2 separate regions of the Mus musculus genome follow, and region 1 is linked to region 2. Evidence: chromatin contacts called from public Hi-C data. All regions are on one chromosome and are shown on one strand. Each heading gives the region's core, a stretch centred on a gene start, on an enhancer-like site or on the middle of the called end of the contact. The rest is flanking DNA. Distances are from core to core; before and after follow the strand shown.

What was found. A called contact is a pair of places that touch in the nucleus more often than the background predicts.
Region 1: a Hi-C map of the N1E-115 cell line shows a contact between it and region 2, with 8 times the contacts expected there. The contact joins two enhancer-like sites. A contact is called at or near these places in 1 of 484 Hi-C or Micro-C datasets (the N1E-115 cell line) and 1 of 115 datasets of contacts at active chromatin or transcription factors (embryonic basal ganglia).

Annotation. Positions count from the first base shown.
Region 1 is chr14:21,559,213-21,563,132 of GRCm38.p6, forward strand. All of the region lies in intron 2 of Kat6b (K(lysine) acetyltransferase 6B), which reads left to right. Among named protein-coding and RNA genes, the nearest start is that of Kat6b, 61 kb to the left of the region's middle. Within about 2 kb of position 2,384, at least 19 of the 459 cell types and tissues checked have an H3K27ac peak or open chromatin away from gene starts, as enhancers often do. A contact at or near this core is called in the N1E-115 cell line, where this site is marked.
Region 2 is chr14:21,251,192-21,254,752 of GRCm38.p6, forward strand. All of the region lies in intron 6 of Adk (adenosine kinase), which reads left to right. Among named protein-coding and RNA genes, the nearest start is that of Gm52152, 170 kb to the right of the region's middle. Within about 2 kb of position 1,255, at least 99 of the 459 cell types and tissues checked have an H3K27ac peak or open chromatin away from gene starts, as enhancers often do. A contact at or near this core is called in the N1E-115 cell line, where this site is marked.

The DNA.
Region 1 (3,920 bases), core at 1,134-3,633, 310 kb after region 2:
ACTTGATTATATCATTCAACTGTGCGTTTGTGTGTGCGGTAGAGGACTGCTATGTTGGAATTCTGTTTTCTGTTAAAAACACTGCTGTTTTATTAACTATTGGTGTTTAGATGTAATGCTTAAAAATTTTGTAGTGTCTCATTTTTAAGTGTACTTAAAAGCGATTCTTATAATCTTGAGCCTAAACCAGCTTCCCCAAATTGTTTTCTGCCCAGACAAGCGTAGGCAGAACCCAGGGAAGTGCTGTTCACTGACTGCGGAAGACTCACCCATGTATCTAGGACAGTGGTCCAGGGCCTAGACCCTCCCCCATTCCTTCCTCTGCCTCCTAGAAACACTCATGTGGCTGTGTTCTACAAACCACAGAAACTCAAGTCAGCGTCTGAGCTCAGAGGTCCACTTGCCCCACCTCCCGGGCGCTGGGATTAAAGGTGTGCGCCTGGACCACGGCCCGGCTTCTAAGTTGTATCTTAAGTAATCAGTGGACTTCATCCAACCTGGACTTGATTTCAGTTTCTAGTTAGTAAAAGTGTAGCCAGCCATCAGAACATAGGTCCTGGGAACCTGTACATACAGACCTGTTGATTTTTGCTCTAACAATTCAAAGTATAGAGACAGTTTTGTTTCTGAGAACATGAAAATTCATTTAATTAATTTCCCACCTAGAAATTAACAGAAATTCATTTTTACTTGTTTCTTACATGTTAATTTAGAGATTTAAAAAAAAAACATAGCAGAGATAGCAGACAACAAAACTCTATAGGCTGTGCCTTTTCTTTGTGGGCACTGAGTCTATGTTTAGTAAATAAAGAATAACAAAGTACCTATAGATTGGGGGAGTTGCTGGGGTTAGAGGTTTATGCCAGCCATGGTCTTGTTCTTCACTTTTAAAAAACAGTGTGTATGTGTATGTGTGCGTGTGTGTGGAGGTTGTGTATGTGTGTGTGCGTGTATGTGTGTGTGCGCATGTGTCTGTGTGTGGAGGTTGTGTATGTGTGTGTGCGTGTGTGGAGTTTGGAGAATAGTAAGTATTCAGGAGTGGGTTCTCTCCACCAGCATGTGGGTATCGGAGAGTCCTCTTGCCTTCAGGCCTGGTAACAAGTGCCACTATAAGAAGTGCCACTATCCCCTGAGCCATCTTGCCACCTCGGTGGCTAGCATGCTCTTTGACTATGCTGTTCTTCTTCCCTTCCTTCCCCTCTCCCTGTAAGTGTTGGCATTACAGACATCAAACTACTGCCCAGCTTTTTATGTGTGTGTGGGACCGGAGGACAGACACTTTGCTAGCTAAGTTATCTTCCCAACCCCTGAAATTTTGTCTTATTAACAGATCAGAAATGTCTGGTCTGCCTCTCTGGGCTGATTTTGTACACGTTAGATCTAACCTCTTGGAGCACTTATGTTTCTGTGTATGGGTCTGTGCATGCGTGAGTGCAGGTGCCAACAGAGTTCTGAAGGAGGCTCTTAGGTCCTCCGGAGCCAGAAATGCAGGTGGCTATGCCTCGCCTGACAAGGGTGCTTGGGCATAAACTCAGATCCTCCAAAAGAGAAGTGAAGCTCTTATCTGCTGAGCCATCTCTCCAGGCTTCCCAACCTCTATTAATTTCTGGAGATAAGTTCTTACTATGTAGCCTTGGCTGGCCTGGAATTACCTTTGTAAACCAGACTAGTATGGAACTCAGAGATTTGCCAGGGTTAAAGTCATGAGTCACCACGCCTGGGTTTTTTTTTTTTTTTTTTTTTTGTAAACATGGCCTCTCTCCCTTTAACATCACCTCAGTGAGCCTTACAGCCCTCTTCTGTGGTGGAGTGGTATGCAGTGTTCCAGTGGGCAACCGAGAAAGCAGGCGCTTTGTCTCTCTTGTCGTCACAGGGTCAGATAGCGTAAGAACGCCAGCCTGGCTCTCCTGGATCCATGTCCCCACAGCAATGTCGTTGAGTGCTGTGTTGAGGCAGGAAGAGAAAAAGAAATCATAAAGCAGTTGGTTCTCTGCTCCTAGTCAGATTTTCAAGTATAGTTGCTTCTCAAAGTTTGAAACAAGTTGAACCTTTGGTTTTTCACCTCCCAAGTCCAATATGTAGTTGGTAAATCTGAAGAAAGAATTGTTCTTTCTATAACAAATGAGTCTTGGATGTTTTTTCCTTAGTCTGTGAGAGCTTAAGTTGAAGTGTGAAGATTTACCACTTTTGGTTTGGGGACAGTAATCACCCTTTTTTTTTTGGGTGTTTGACCTACAATTCTAAATAAGTGACCATCTCGTGACCATCTCGTAGTTGAGAGCACGCACTGTTCTTGCAGAGAACCCCAGTTCAGTTCTCAGTCCTCGTGGCCGACTGCTTAGAACTGCCTGTGACTCCAGCTTCAGGACATGCTGCATACAGCTGTGCACACACACAGATAAGATAAAGGAAAACATCTAGTCATGACGGCCACAGAGTTCTTTAAACCTAGCACTTGAGAGGCAAATCTTTGTGAGTTTGAAGCCAGCCTGGTCAACATGGAAGTTCAAGGCTAGCCACAACTACATAGTGAACGCCTTAAAAAAATTAATAAAAAAGCAGTATTACAGGGAAGCAAGTATCAGTAAGTAAAAGTCTCAGTGAGTGAGTCTCAGTGAGTGAGTGAGTGAGTCTCAGTGAGTGAGTGAGTCTCAGTGAGTGAGTGAGTCTCAGTGAGTATCAGTACTAGCATTGCTGTCTTCAGTTGCATGTCAGAGCTAGGATTTGTCATCTTAGTCAATATTGAAGTAATTAAAATGTTTTACCCTTCCGTAGCTTGTTTTTCCTTAATATGTAGCAAACAGATTATGAGATTCAGGCATATGAAACAGTAAGAAAACAGTGTGGATGTAAATCTCTGAGTTGCGGTGTGTAGCATTCAAGTTTTGAAGAACTTAGGAAAAGAGAGAGACTGGTAGTATTCTTTGGTTTTCCTTTCCTTTCCTTTCCTTTCCTTTCCTTTCCTTTCCTTTCCTTTCCTTTCCTTTCCTTTCCTTTCCTTTCCTTTCCTTTCCTTTCCTTTCCTTTCTGGTTTTTCGAGACAAGGTTTCTCTGTATAGCCTTGGCTGTCCTCAGCTCACTCTGTAGACCAGGCTGGCCTCGAACTCAGAAATCCGCCTGTCTCTGCCTCCCAAGTGCTGGGATTAAAGGCCTGCGCCACCATGCCTGGCTTGGTTTTTCAAGACAGGGTTTCTCCATGCAGCCTGGCTGTTCTGGAACTCACTCTGTAGACCAGGCTGGCCTCGAACATAGAGATCCACCTGCCTCTGCCTCCCTAAGTGCTAGGATTAAAGGCGTGCCCCACCATGGCACAGGAGCCAATAGAATTCTCTAGAGAAAAATGTGAATAATGTTCTACTTTGATAGAGTAAGTGTTCTTTTAATTGCTTTATTGCTAATATTTAAACATAGACAATTTGCACACCACCTAATGGCAGATATCTAAAGACAGATAACATTCCTACCACTGTGGAGGTGTTAGCCGCGCTGGCTGCGGCTCTGCCTCCCTCTCGTGCTTTGCTTCCTCTGCACAGCACAGCAGCATCGTTTGCATTTTAGTTTTGCCCTTGAGAATGGGAAGATGACTGCCATTTGTCCTTCCAAGGGAGCACCAGGCCTGGAGGAAAACAGCTTGCTCAGGCAGGTCCTGCCTCTGGCACTGTCCACCATCAGCAGAGGCAGGGGGACTGTGGTTTGAAGGATGCGTTCACCCAGGTGACTAGGGTGCAAAGGCTTGACAGCTGTCAACAACCCTTGGGTTCCCCAGCTGAAAGTGGGCTCCATGTACCAGAAGCGGGAAGGGATAGGAGACATGCAGAGGAGCCCCGACTGGCTGTTATCCTAGTCATGGGCACACCATCACCCCTGCAGTGGAAGGGCTGGTAGTGAGTGTTGAACATGAAATGGGAGGAGTCTTGGAA
Region 2 (3,561 bases), core at 5-2,504:
TCAGACTCAGTTGAAACAATGTGGCTTATTATCAACAATAAGCAGATTCTTTAAAGTCAAATGCCTTATTTATTCACTTTTTAAAGGCATGTACATATTTTTACTCTTGGATATAATCAGTGGCTTTTTAATGCTTAGTGCTCTGCTAAAGAGCTTCTGTAATTTCATTTTATTTCATCTGTCAAGGTTAGTGATCGTGATGGTTTTAAGGTACCCTCTAGCCTTTTCCCTCCCTCAGCTGAGCTGAATTGCGACTACTTTGTAGTAAGTTTGTTACACAGTCTGTAGACACTGGTGAGAATCAGTATGGCCACTGGCTTATTAGTTTCACAGATGCTTCCATAATACTTAGTGCACTCTTGGGTATATTAAATTATCATATCGTGACAGCAGTCCTGAAACATGCCAGTCTTATAAAGCCGCATTTCTGAGAGTTAGAGCCAGGCTTCAGTGAACCATAGCTGACATGCCATGTTAATTTCCATAACTATCATTACCAGGGGTGGCAGTATTTCGAAGACATGAAAAATCTTAATAAATCTACCCAGTTAAAAAAAAAAATCACATTATGTTACCTTATCACAGGGTTTCTAATCACAAGGTCTGATTTTCTTCAGTCCCAATTGAATCGTTTCACAAGTAATGATAAGCATCTTTACTCTTATCATGGGTTATTAAATATTTACTTAAGTGTACAATATACCAAAACACAATATTTTGAATGTTCAGTTTTCTCAGTATGTACTGTTCACGCTGTGAATGAAAACCTCTTACCATCCCATACAGCATATTTACATATACAAATGATTTTGCCTTAAGTAGGAAAGACACAGCTGACAGATACATAGGTTAATTTGCTCTCTTAAATTGCAGCAAACTGTTCTGTGATTCTTTTGTGTGTTTGGGGCCATGTTGTAGAGAAAGAAATCATCAAGCAACATTTTAAGGACATTGGCCTTTTGTATCTAATCCTTAATAAACTTATATACCTCAAAATAGAATATTTCTTTGCAAATTCTTACCTTCAAATTATTAATAATGGAAGGAATGCATTTTTTTAATCCTGTAGCCCCCTCCCCCAGCACAGCTTTTAGATTGTAGATAAACTTCCCAGCTCAGTAATTAACTGAGCTCAGTCCTCGCACCCTGTATCATGTGATTTTTTTTTCCAGTGGAATACATTATTAGAGCACTTACACAGCCAGTCTAGCTGCAGCAGCCCAGGCGGCAACAGCAGTGCCATTTTTCACAAAGAAAATGTTGAACAGGAGCCAAGTGTTTGGTGGCAGTCTGTTGCTAGGAAATCAAGGTCCTGAGGCGATTAGTGACAAAGCAAGCAATAACAAGAAGGCAGAATTACAGATCTAAAAGAGAAAAAAGTGGTTGGTGTTATAATTACCCAAAGAAATCTGCACTCATTAAATTGGCTGTTTTTATGATTGACTTTAATTGGAGGTTAGCTCGGATATTTAGCTCCTTTCCCACCCCTTTAAACACACACAGGCACATAATCTGTAGAACTGCAGACTTGTTTTTCTAAGCATTGAGAGGAGCTTGCCCTGTAATTTGATCCCCACTGACAGATGCATTTTCTATGCTGCCATTTTGAATTAACCTATTGTAGAACAATTTTCTTCAGCCCTGTTGAATAAAACATCCAGTCTGATTACCTCCGACGGATCCGATAGAGTAAAAGAATGTACCTCGCACTGAAGTAGATTGTTTGCGTGGACTCTGCTGATTTTGAACTCTGCCAATAAGCACAATCATTTGTAATAAATTTTCAAAGAAATTTCTGGTGAAAAGGTAATGAGAGTCACCCTTTTATAATTTAATGTTTTGTACCCTGCAGCAAAATAATATTATTCTTGTAAAGCAGTGTTTTATTTCTAGCATGCTTCATGTGAGTTCAGGGAAAAAAATCTTTTATATTTAATATTTTAAGAATATAATTTTATTTTTATATACTCTAAAATGACCACCCTTCCTCCCCCACAAGCAATATTTTAATATTTAGGTTCAACATAATTCAAAGCACTTTATTTCGAGAAATAATTTTTATACATATTATGCTTAACCATAGTAATTTTTAAATTGACAAATTTCATCCTTTGTGATACTATCCTTGAAAGCCTTTATTTAAATTGTCTAGCATTTGATAGCGCACATTACTAAGAAGGCACCTAATCAGTTTGCCAGGTGTAGCAACAGAGGAAGACGACGCAGAACTTATTTACTTCTGAGAAGCCTGAAGAATAAAGTCCCAGTGCTCTGCAGGCTTCTAATCCAACCCTGGAACAGAAGAGCCAAGCACATTCTGTCTGACAATGCACACGCTGCTAATCAGACGCCAGTGCCAAGCTGTCTGCTTTGTTAAATACTCAGCTTCCTAGAGGCAGGAAGACAGCTGCTATAAGGATGATGAAATTTGGTAGTTCAATCTATTTTTGCTACCCTTGGGCTACCAAGATATTGTTAATTTAGACCACCCCAATTGGTACACTTTAGGGAGTTTTTTAAAGAGTTTGTAATTAAAATGATAAAACATCATTATTACATTGAAGACCTTCTGTAAGTTTTACATTTGGCAGATACCTACTGAGATAACCCCAGCATGTAATTTACAATGATGTAATGGCTGTAATTGCATTGTGGGAAAAAGAGGAGAGAAGAGAGGAGAGGAGAGGAGAGGAGAGGAGAGGAGAGGAGAGGAGAGGAGAGGAGAGGAGAGGAGAGGAGAGGGGGGAAGAGAGATCACTAGCTAGGCATAGGAGGTGAGTGCTAACATTAGAAGAGTTCTGAGATTTGCTTCTATTTCATTTAAATCTACTTTATCCCCAAATTGCCTCCCAATATTTGAATGTAGTGGCTGTAAACCTTGCAGCATGGTTTGTTGTTTTTGTTTTTTAAATAGATACGAACCTAGATACTACCACCAGGGGGAGAAGCTAAAAACCTGAAAGTCCTCAGCTGATTATGATACTGGCTGATTATGATAGAGGATTATACCTCTTAGAGGCACATAATTAATCACATCACCCAAATGATTCTGCCTTTGGGACATGACTCTGAGATTTTCTGTGAAGCACATAAACTTAACACACTACTAAATGTAAATAAAACGACAACTGTGTGCACTGGTCATGTATGGAAAGGGTGCGGGCGGTAGTGCAAGCCGGCAGCATGAATGCTGTGCCTTGTATCTGTCAGTCTAGTTGAGGAACTGTCCTTCAGACACTGAGTACACAAGATGTGTGAAAATGAGCTGCTGCTATTGGGACTCATCTGTTAGGAACTAATGTCCACAAAATCACTGGAGCCGAGTTGAGTAGTGTCTAAGGTGGTTGTCTATTTTTTGTCACCATAGTATGGTTTCATTTTTAGTATTCCCTCTAAAAAACAAAAAAAATAATCTAATCCCTGATTTTTTTTTAAAGCAAAGTTTGTGGTTTTTGCCCTGGAAAAAGTAGTTGCAAAAACCTAGTTGCTGGTGTTGGGATCCAACTCTACTGCTGCTCAACAATGTCGAAATTGTTGTCCTGCTGCGGGGAATGGAAGATC